Linked DNA regions of Sus scrofa: region 2 is linked to region 1. Evidence: chromatin contacts called from public Hi-C data. All regions are on one chromosome and are shown on one strand. Each heading gives the region's core, a stretch centred on a gene start, on an enhancer-like site or on the middle of the called end of the contact. The rest is flanking DNA. Distances are from core to core; before and after follow the strand shown.

Region 1 (5,360 bases), core at 912-3,411:
TGTGTATCTGTGTGTGTGTGTGTCTGTGTGTGTGTCTGTGTCTGTGTGTGTGTGTATCGGGAGAAGGAGCACTCAATCCTCACCTCCACTCAGAATGATCCAGAGGCTTCAGACGTGAAGTCACAGACAGACACACTTCTGCCCAAGGTGCCACGAGTTATGTGGACACAGATGCTACATACTTGCCCACTGGCTGCAGGAGAGGCTCGACCCAACAGCAGAGGGTAGGAAAACCCAGAGAGCATGGGTCTGTGTCTCTGACAAACTGAGCCATCCCGAGGATGTTTGAGCCCTGAAGGACCAGGGCAGGGGGTCCAAGGGGCAAAAGACAGGGTGCAGTCCTCCACAACACATGTCAGGGCATTAATGAGCATATCTTAGGCATCTACCACTGAGGTGTAGAAGACAGCGGAGGCCATTAGGGGAGGAAAATGTATTAAAATGAGCTTCCCCTTCCACTCCAGTCCTACCCCATTTCTACACTCCTATAAAGAACTAAACCAGGGTCCCATGGAGGTACCAGCTTCTTGTTCTATAAGTGGAGTATACTCGTCCATTCAACAAGCATTGCTTGAGCACCTTGTAAGTGCCACCAACTGGGGTGGAGAGCCAAGAGCTGTTTCACTCTCCCCTAGAAACTCTCTACTGGTCCCAGCCTGGGTAGGTCATTATGAGAGCCTACAAGACCCTCTGAGCACAGCTGTGCCAGGCCTCCCCGTCAAACACCAGGTCCAGGATCCAGCAGAAAAGCGGGAAAGAGATGGACGCAGGACCAGGGAGGCAGCATTGGCCAGAGCAGGGCAATGCTCCATGACTAATGTGTCCAGCCTTATCACACACTTGCTCCGGAATGGGCTCATTCACAGCCCCCATGGCCAGAAGGGTTCCTGCTGCAAGACGCAGTACAGGGTCAAAGGGCATAGCCTGATCCCATAAAACAGGACAGGGCTGGTCTTGGTAGGGTTGAGCCTCCGCCCCTAGAGCAGGGGAAACTGATACTGACAGCCATGCAGTGCGGGGGCACCCAGATTCCTCAGGATCCTCAGACCCAGGTGCCTCTGCAGCAGATCTCCCCAGGAGATCCTCTGAACCTTTTAAGGGTAGAAGCGAGTCTGGCTTCTTACAAGCTCCACTGCAGGCAGCAGAAGTGGCCATATGTGGAGAAGGAGAGGATTTGAGGCAGAGGTCAGCCAGCCTCTATGCAGCCAGGAGGCTCAGGGCCTGTTCCAGAGGCCAGGCCTGGGGCCGAAAAGGGGCTCCAGCAGGAAGCCACACTCAAGCGCCCTCTTTGGGGATGCCTTTGACCCTTCCCTCCATCAACCTGGACCTGAACCATTCCCAGACCCATGCTGAGCCTGGACACCAAACCCGACCTTCCTCTGATCCAACCGCCACCACTGCTCCCAGTGCCTGGTTGTCCAGGTCTGGTGGGGATGGACGCCACCAGGGTGATGACCCATGGCACTGCCAGGTCTGCATACTGGGCTGGAGGCTAGACTCTTGTGACATCGCACATCTCTGGTGGGGTGGGGATGTAAGAGGCTTGCAGCTAATCTGGCCTTCCAAGTGACAAGAACACGCACCTGAGCGGTGAAGCAAGAGCTGGAAAGGGTTTACCTAGCCTTCCTTCCACCTTCTGCTTGCTCATCCCCTCCTCTAGTTGTTCTGGCCCCACAGATGGGCAGGGGGCCACTTCAGTGTCACTTCAGACTGTCACTGCAGGCGACAGTCCCCAGCCTTACACACAGGCCCGGAGCAGGGCCCAGGGAGAGGAAAAGGAGACTGGGGGTCAAGGAGAGAAAAGGTCAGGGCAAATGGTGGGTCCCCAAATCACCCCAGTGGGTAGCGAGGATCTCTACCACCCACTGACTCCGCCAGCCTCGCCTGAGGGCAACCTCCCCAGGCCTAAGAGGGATGGAGCCCAAGGAAACAGAGCCGAGCTGACCATAGGACCGTATGACTACAAAGCTCAAAGACTGCAAAGCTCAAAAGCAACACAGCTTTCTGCTTCTTAAACGTCTGTGTGCACAAGGGCGCAGTGGAGCTTCCCGCCCAAGGAGGCTCCATATCCCACCCGACTCCGCGGGCTCTCTGAAGAGGTCTGGACCCAGCGCTTCTAGCCTGAGCCTCTGCCTAGAGCTGGACGCGGCCACTTAGCGCCCCCTGCCGGCGGCTCCGAGAGCGCAGTGCACGCGGTAGGACCCGCGCAGCAAGGAGGCTTCACCAAGAACTGAGGGCAGCCGCCCTGTTCCAGACCGCTCTGGGTTTTGAACACGTCACTCTGCACACTCAAGAGGAAAAAGGGGAACAGTTCAAATGAGAGTTGTCCCTAAGATGTGAATGACCTTTCAGATTGAAAAGTCTCAAAGGCAAGTAGACTGTGTTCCCACGGTCTGAATTCAAAACACAAAAGACCAGAAATGAGATCTGATCCTTGACTAAAAATAAAACAACAGTAAAAAAACATACAGAGATGGACAGGAAATGTTAACGGAAAGAGTATTTGCACCTTTTCTTGTGCCAGGCACTGTTCCAGAGCTCTGCACTATCTGATTTACCCATCATCATGCTCCTAAAGATGACATAATTATTAGTCAATTTAGCAGATGCTGGAGGTGGGGCACAGGGGTGGGGAGTAACTTGCAAGAGGCCACATCACCAGAAAGGCACAGACAGAAGAGAAACAGCCAGCAAGGGCCATGGGGACAGAGCAACTGCTTAGGGAACAGATTCTCTGGGTGTGCAGAGACATGACCCCACCCTGAATATGCAGGGACACGACCCTATCCTGAGTGTGCAGGGATGGGGACCTCACCCTGAGTATGCAGGGATATGACCTCACCCTGAGTGTGCAGGGACAGGGACCCCACCCTGGGCATGCAAGGACAGGGATGCTAGAGTGGCAGGTGCTTTTATGTCTACTGCTCCTTTCTATTCTTCTTCCCTTTGTGACTGAAAACCAACCAACCAAGGAAGTGTTTGTGGGTCCACAGTGAGGTGACCCCTGTCCCCATGGCAGAGAGGAAGCACCACCCAACCTCCTGGAAGGGATCCTACCCCTGCACCGGGGCACCCGAGGTGACTTTACTGCACTCAGGTCCCTCTGGGCATTTGTACCGAGATGTAGAGACATCTGAATCTCCCTCACAGATCTGAGTCTCTGCCAGGTCTTCTTTGCCATCTTGTTTTCTAAAAGAAACGAGGTTGTCCTTACCTGCCCAGCAGGAGAAGTAAATGAGCTCAGGGACAAAGTTCACCCTGGCTGAGCCTGTGTGACGCCTGACTCTTCCATAAAACACAAATCTGCTGGCGCAAGGAACAGAAGAGGACAAAGAGCAGTCACGTCATGGGCTCCTGGCGTCAGCTTTTAGGCGGAGGAGCAGGTGAACCAGGTGGAGGCCAGAGGCCAGGCAAGGAACACAATTAAACCTTGAAACCGACAGTACCCGGGGACCCTCTCCTCCACTCTCAGGGGCAGGACCCAGGGTGACCTTCTGATGTGTCCCCATATCATGCCAGGGCACAGCAGAGATTTGGCAGCTGGCCATAGCACAGCCGTGCCAGGGACAGGCTAGGAACAAAGCACAAAGGAGAAGGAAGGAACAAACCAGTCTTGTCCCCTGTTCAGAGGGCGCCTTTGTGTTTATCCAACACAACAGGATCGTTGCATTAAAGACTCAGCACTACCATCAAAGTCAAACCTCCCAGTCCAGGACCTGGGCGACAGGCTGGGCCAGCCCCGCACCCCCATCGCCGCCCCTGGTCCTGTGGCAGGAAGAAGCCCACTGCCAGGAGCTGCAGGAGGGCGAGTGGCCTGGGCAGTGCCCACCCACTCGAGCAATCAGCGCCTGCCCCTGGTGTAAGCAGAGTGGGCCTCCGGAAACCAGCTGGAAGGGAATTTTGAGGCTGAGCTGTCACTGATTTATGGGGGTCTTTCAGGGCCAGAATGACACCATCCACCCTCAACCTACCTCCTGCTAACTTAGATTCTCAGGGCTTTAAATCATGGTGACAGCCCTGCAGGCACTCAGTGGAGGAGGGGGGACATTTCCCAGGCCAGCACAGGGAGTAGGGGTGGGGCTGGGGAGGGGGGCTGCTCTATGCTCCCCTCCCCCAGTGCTCCAAACCACAACCCACTCCTTCCTCTCAGGCCTCTGCTCAGCAGGGGAGTTCCCTGGTGTCACAGTGGGTTAGGGATCCAGGGTTATCACCCCTGTGGCTTGGGTTGCTGCTTTGGCACAGGTTCCAACCCTGGCCTAGGAACTCACACATGCATGGGTGCGACCAAAAAAAAAAAATTAGCAGAGCAAGGACTCTCTTTTCACTGATTATAAGCTTCCTCAACTGAAAAAAAATTACAGAACCTAGAAAAAAATGATTGACATGACAACTCATACTTAACCTCATATTATTGCTAAGCTTCAAAGCAAACACCTGCCACTGTTGATAGAGTATTTGTTAAAGCATTGGAATGGCTAAGTACTTTTTTTTTTTTTTTTGTCTTTTTAGGGCTACATCCTTGGCATATGGAAGTTCCCAGGCTAGGGGCCAAATTGGAGCTGCAGCTGCCAGCCTTTGCCACAGCCACAGCAATGCCAGATCCAAGCCATGCCTACAACTTACACCACAGCTCATGGCAACACCGGATCCTTAACCTACTGAGTGGGGCCAGAGATCAACCCAAAACCTCATGGATGCAAGTCAGGTCTGTTACCACTGAGCCACAATGGGAGCTCCAAGTACTTTTTAAAAAACAAACTACCACACCACTTAAATCTTGTCTGGCCAGAGGAATTTCCGACCGCCTAAGGCAACTGAGTGTCCATTATTTCCACCCCACCTTTCAATGCCAGACCAAACCTTTTAAGTCTCCTGCCTCTTGCAAAAAAGAAATGAAAACCACAGCACACTGGAAAGACTTTATTTTGAGGGCCCCACAGTAGCTCGCTCTCCACATGGGAGCTAAAGTCAAGAGCACAAAAAAGCAAGACAGGTAGAAGGAGAAATTAGGCAGGATCTGAAAACTGGAGGAAAGCTCTCGGAAGCAGTACCACAAGAAAAAGGAAAACGGGAAGATGACTTCTCCTCTGACATCAGCTGCATGGCGCAGCTGGAGTCAAGGCGAGCCATGCAATTATCAGCCCACCAGCATGCTTCCTTCTGCTCCCACTGTATGCTTGCCATTGTGTTTGCAATTAGAGGTTGTCTCCGAGATGATCTAGGCTCTCCTAGAAGAAGAAACCCCGCCTGATAAATCTAAATCATCCAGAGAGGCTCACATTGCCCTCCCTGTCCTGCCACTTATGACGGAAGAGTCTGCGTCTGCCCCGAGGTCAGGGCGGGGAGAAGGTGAAGATGCT
Region 2 (5,796 bases), core at 1,050-3,549, 83 kb before region 1:
CCCGCTTCTCATTTGCATCTTCTCTGCTCTTGGCCTCATCTAGACAAATGCTCAAAGAAGTTCAGTCATTCTTGGTTATAATTGAAAAGAATTTATGTGCAATGCTACAAAGGTGTTTTAAAGGAGTCAAGTCCTCAATTTCAGAGCAAGTATTTCAGATTGTGGAATTTCAGGCCCTGGGAAGGTAGTGGGGGTGGGGTGTTGAGGGAGCAGGGAGGAGATGGGAAATGCAGGTAGAATTTAGAAGTAAAAGCCAGAATCCCTAGCCTCATTTTGCTCCCAATTAATTAGACCATGGAACATTTAGGTTTTTCATTTGTTTTTGGTTTTTTTTTTTTTTTTGAATTTACATCTTAATTGCTTTACCTCAGGAATCATAATTATTCTGCTTTCTGGAATCAACAAACCACTTAGGAGTTCTGCTTCCTAAAGCAATTTGAAAAGGTCATTCATTCAATCAACAATCATTCATTACACGCCAACCGACTGCCCAGTGTGCATTAGACTGCACCCAGCCCACACACTGAGTGTGGCTCACAGCAAATGAGATCTAGCCATTCTCACCTCCAGGAAACCAGGAGAAATGCTGGCAGTCCTGGGGCGAGCCCACTGGCCAGCCCTGCTCTTGGCTTAGCATGACCAGACAGTCTGTGTTCTCAAAGCATTCCTTCCTTCCTTGCTACATAGCAGTCACATCACTGTGCCTTCTACTTGTCCCCTGAGTGAGGGGACTCTTACAGGGACCCTGCGGAGGTTTGTTTCCTCCAGGCACTGTGGTCCTTGGCTCTGCCTGGCTTTGCTGACGCAGCCCATGTGGTGTGATTCTGGCGCAGGACCTAGTCTCAGGTCAAGTGTCTGTCTCCTGCTCAGTTCCCAAAGGCTCCAGAGTGAAAGCGTGTGACTAGTGCAGCTGGTCAGAGTGGAGCGGACTTTGGAGAGGGAAGCTTGGAGACTTTGGGGAAGGGACAGCCACTTCTGGGCTCCCTGCATCTTCAGCTGGATAGCTGGGAGTGGAGAAGAGCTTCAGCAAGTGGGAGGGGAGGGAAGGCTCGGGAGCCTCGCAGGCCTCTCAGCAGCTGCTAGTCCTTACAGACCAAGCCTCACTGAGACTGGTATGTGGCTCTTCACCCAGGAGAGCTCCTGCATCTCCACTGAAGCCCAGAGTCACCTGCCCCCAGCAGGAGGGACCTTCAAGCCTCAGCTCCCAGATGGTCCTGGGCCGCCTCTGATGGTAGGAATTCCTCCTGAGCTGAGGCCACTGGCAGTGGAACTGGTCCCTCAACTCACCCACTTGGTTCCGTCCACAAATGTCTGTTAGGCATCTATCTCCATGTGCTGGGCACCCTTCTACACCCAGAGCCAACGAAACAGATCTGGAAGCCTTTATTATCTCATTAATTATATGCAAAAAACAGCATCAAAATTAAATTTTGGTGCATTTAAATTTGGTGCAATAATGGCTACAAATGATACCCTGGGAAGGATTTGGTGGAGGGTGGGCGGTAGGCAGGGAACCATCCCTGAGGAGGTGACGAGGACTGGGGCTGAGCAGTCCAGGCAGAGCAAAGAGCAAATGCCAAAACCCAGGGAGGGCCTGGAGAGACCTGAGACAGGAAGAGCCCTGCGGGGGTAGTGGGCAGGGCCTTGACACTGACAGGCACTGATTTTACTGTTTTATTTCCGCAGCCTGACCTATACTTTAAAACCTGGCTTCTGCTGTTTGGGGGACCAGGCTGTGAAGGAAGAAGGGAACAGTAGAGGTGGCTACAGGGCAGCGCTGACGGCGAGGAATCACTGGTTCTGCCTCCAGACTGGGGAGCTGGCAGGACCTGCCAACAGCCAGGAGGAGTAAGGGGGTACCCCTGGGCAGAGATGAGAAGGCAGGACCACAGCACAGCTGGAGAGATCAAGATGCGTCCTGGCAGATGAGATGGAGGCTCGTCAGCATCCTAGGTGTTGAGTCAGCAGCTCAGGTGACTTAGGAGGTCTGGCAAGAGGACTTTCTGACCAGTCTTGACCAGCAACATCAGTGTACCAGGCCCAGGCCAGCCCTGTCCAAAGTCCTTGCCACAGAGATGGCCTGGGATGGCCCATGTCCTCCCAGCCTCCTGCCTCGGTGCTGCGCAACCCCAGCCACCTGGTGACCCGAGAGCCTCAGGCCAGAGGGGCCACCCAGGTCGCCACCCTGGCCTCCAGTCTGGCTGGCTGGTGCAGGGTGCATCTCAGGCATCTGCAGATAAGCAAGGGCAGGGAGGCCCTGGGCTCCCCACCCAGCATTTGAGTCCCTGCACGGCCCTCACAGGCCCGACCCTTTGGAAAAATGTGCTGGACACTCTTGGGTAATCAGCAGCCCCACTGTGACGTAACCCACTGCATCTGCAAAATAAGCAAAGTTTTTGTGCTTTCTGCTTCCCATGTGTGAGTGTGTGTGTTTTTAATCAACTTGTGCAGTTGTAAAGGCACTTAATGAGAGCTGTAAACTGCGGAGTGGCCTCTGTGCAAACAGCTCTCAGCTCTGACCCAAGGCTGCCCAGGGGACATCCTCAGGGGGCTTCTGGGAGCCCACCGCTTTGATGTAGGCACAGGGCTGGGGCAGGGCAGAGGCGCCGGGAAGGGGCTGGTTGACATCCGGTGCCCATTACACTCCCCTGAGGGGCCCAAGCTTCCCCTCAAACATGGAAGCAAAAGTGACAGTGATGTGGGGGGCCTGGCGGATCAGGAGCCCCCCACGTTGCACACTGGTGGGGGAGGTGGGCCAGGGGCCTCCTGTATTTCGGCCCTTCCTACAGACAAGAAGGAAGTGGGACTTGGCGTGCCTGTCTGTCAGCTCCTTGCCTGCCTTCTCTCCACACTTGGCTCAGATACTGGGTTTAGGGGCCACATGGCAGGAAGTCCACAACGGCCCTGCTGACGGAAACCAGAGCGGGACCTGGACAGGCCTGACAAGAGGTGGGGGAAGGACCCTTGGCCGGACCATGGCCAACTCGAAACAGGGGGTCTCTCTGCTCCAGGGAGACGTTGTCTATCATAAATCCAAAGTGCTCCAGAGCTGAAGACGACTGTAGAAATCAGGTCGTGCAATGTCTGTTTTACTATGAAAAAGACCCAGGAAATTGAGGCAAATTTCCTGGAATGCTAACAAAGGCAGGACTAGACCCAATTTCCTGATTCTTCAGTCCTGGGAATTTTAAATTTTATGGTACATGAAATATATCTCAATAAAGCTATTTTTAAAAGTAGTTGGAGTTCAAACTAATCCAGATTTTCCTTCGCGTGCACTGTATGCTGCTGTGGGAAAAGAAAATTCACCCTTTGTTCACACACTCTGAAATCATACAGCACTTGCTGTCAGAGAATTGAGTAGCCAGTGGTCCCGGAGCCCACAGGAGGATCAGCAGAAAAAAAAATCATACTTTTCTCCCGTGGGTCTTAGACTGATACTTTACTTTTTTCTCTTCTAGCAATCCAAAGTTTTTTCCATTTTTATTTCAAGCCCATAATAACTCTATTAATTCTCACTAAGTACTTCCAAGTATAAATCCTGCTGGGCTTGCTTTAATGAGAAGAATCAATTTTATTTATAACTAGCAGTATTCATTTGAAATAAGCATTCTTCTTGCATCCTTTAAAACCTGACTGAAATGAGTCTTCCAGAAAGAGTTTATATCAACACCCTCTTAAGTATGCATTCTTAATTGTAGCCATTTTTTTATTCTTCATACCAAAAAATGTTCATCTGCATACTATATCCACCACTAATTTGCATTTACTGACAGTGTTCAAATCCTATATACACACATCAGCAACAACAAATTGTTACAGGGTCCTAGCCAATGAACTGGAATAGTGACATTTTATTAGTTTTAATGCAACAAAATTCTGTGCTCCAAATCTTTTGCTGTATTAAGATCATTTTGTTTTCCATAGTTATTAACTGTAAAGAAGGAAATCCAATACACAGAGTTCCCTGATGGCTCAGTAGGTTAAGGACAAGCATTGTTACTGCTGTGGTTCAGGGTACAGCTGTGGCTTGGATTCGATTCCTGCCCAGGAAACTTCCACAAGGCCTGGGCACAGCAAAACAAAACAAAACAAAACAAAAACCCAGTGCATTGAGATAAATATTCTTTCCTAATCTTATTAATCAATTATGGGTGATTATCTACTGCTTGAGGCACAAAAGGGCATTGCAGTGTTTCTATAATACGGCTCTACATTTTTTCTTTCTATAGGAAGGTGGGGGGGTTCTATGGCCGTCTGAGTGAGGGTGGGCTTGTGAGGTTTTGCTTTATTGACTGTGGTGGAAGTGATCCCGTGGGACTTCCAAGGCCAGATCCTGAAAAGCCAGGTGGCCTCCTCCTTGTCCCCTGGGTGCCCCCACTCTTGGTGTTCTGAGAGGCATATAGGTGACAAGAATCCTGACTTCCCCAAGCCCACTGTGCTGTGAAGACCACAAGCCTGATGGGACACCACGTGGACATGCTACCTCGGGCTTCCTGTCACCCAGGCCAAGCCCCAGAGAAGCTCTGCTCTGGCCTGCCAGGTCTCTGGACCACAAACTTCATGAACATAATGAAAATGGTCATAGTCTTGGACCACTGAGTTTTTGGGATTTTGTGTGGCAGCAGGAGCTGAGGCGACTTGGAAGGGCTTGGAACATCCTCTAACGATGCTCCCGGGAGAGGTAATGGGTTAGCGACTCTCCTCTAGCACTGTTAAGGCACATTCCAAGAAGCTACCTTTAGGAGTTCCCATTATGGCTCAGCGGGTTAAGAACCCGACTAGTATCCACAAGGATGTGGGTTTGATTCCTGGCCTGGCTCAGTGGGTTAAGGATCCAGTGTTGCCATGAGCTGTGGTGTAGGTCGCAGATGCAGTTTGAATCTGGCATTGCTGTGGGTGTAGGACGGCAGCTATGATTTGACCCCTAGCATGGGAACTCCCATATGCCATGGGTGCGGCCCTAAAAAGAAAAAAAAAGGCACTTTTGTTCATGGGATCCCAGTCCATTTGCCATGAAGAAAGAAACTAGGTTCCTCCTAAAATTTTTTGTAATCAGACATGATTGTTAATTTGCTTAGCATTCTTTAATTATTTCTAAAATTCTGCCCAATTTTCCCAACTAGATTTTAAGGCCTGTTTCTTTGTCCCCTAACCCTCCTACAACAAATGAAATGGAGCTCAGCATCCCATGGGGTTTGATAAGTGCCATCAGAACGGTCTCAGCTCTATCGGGAGCCTCAGGACTTGAGTGGTTGGTTATGCTTGCAGCTTTTAATGGGGGGGATGGGCTGGCATAAGGAAAGGAGAACAGAGAAAGCACAGGATGACTGATGACCCGGAGATCTCGGGTTAAACCAGGCTTCAGGTGCTTGACACTGCTGGGATCTCTTGTCAAGTACCAACTTATTGGTGCCTCTCGGAAACGGGGTTAATAATTCATCCCAGGGTTGTTCTGAAGTTCAAATGAAGTGATATAGGTAAGAAGGCTTTTCAAATTGAAATCACTTTGCCAGTAAAAGGAGAGCAGTATTGTTGTCTGCTGTATGCATTTGATAAATTACATCTTCTCTAGGCCTCCATGAAATGGGGTTAATGATAGTTATTGTTTCTTGCCAGAACTGCTGCAATACCCTTCTAGCTGGTCTTCCCATTTCTATTTTTGAGCTCTTAAAAAGCATTCTTCGCACAGCAGCTGGGCCATCTATTTAATATGCAAATTAGGCCATGTCTGTCTCTTGTGTAAAATCCTCTAATGGCTTCATATTACACTTAATCTAAATTGTAAAGCCCACG

The links. A called contact is a pair of places that touch in the nucleus more often than the background predicts.
Region 2: a contact with region 1 is called in a Hi-C map of liver, with 1.7 times the contacts expected there. The contact joins two enhancer-like sites. A contact is called at or near these places in 3 of 47 Hi-C or Micro-C datasets (brain, epiblast stem cells and liver).

What each region holds. Positions count from the first base shown.
Region 1 is chr14:60,554,627-60,559,986 of Sscrofa11.1, reverse strand. All of the region lies in intron 2 of LOC102163174 (a long non-coding RNA gene), which reads right to left. Among named protein-coding and RNA genes, the nearest start is that of RAB4A, 29 kb to the right of the region's middle. Within about 2 kb of position 2,161, at least 30 of the 83 cell types and tissues checked have an H3K27ac peak or open chromatin away from gene starts, as enhancers often do. A contact at or near this core is called in liver, where this site is marked.
Region 2 is chr14:60,636,909-60,642,704 of Sscrofa11.1, reverse strand. No RefSeq gene overlaps it. Among named protein-coding and RNA genes, the nearest start is that of RHOU, 38 kb to the left of the region's middle. Within about 2 kb of position 2,299, at least 19 of the 83 cell types and tissues checked have an H3K27ac peak or open chromatin away from gene starts, as enhancers often do. A contact at or near this core is called in liver, where this site is marked.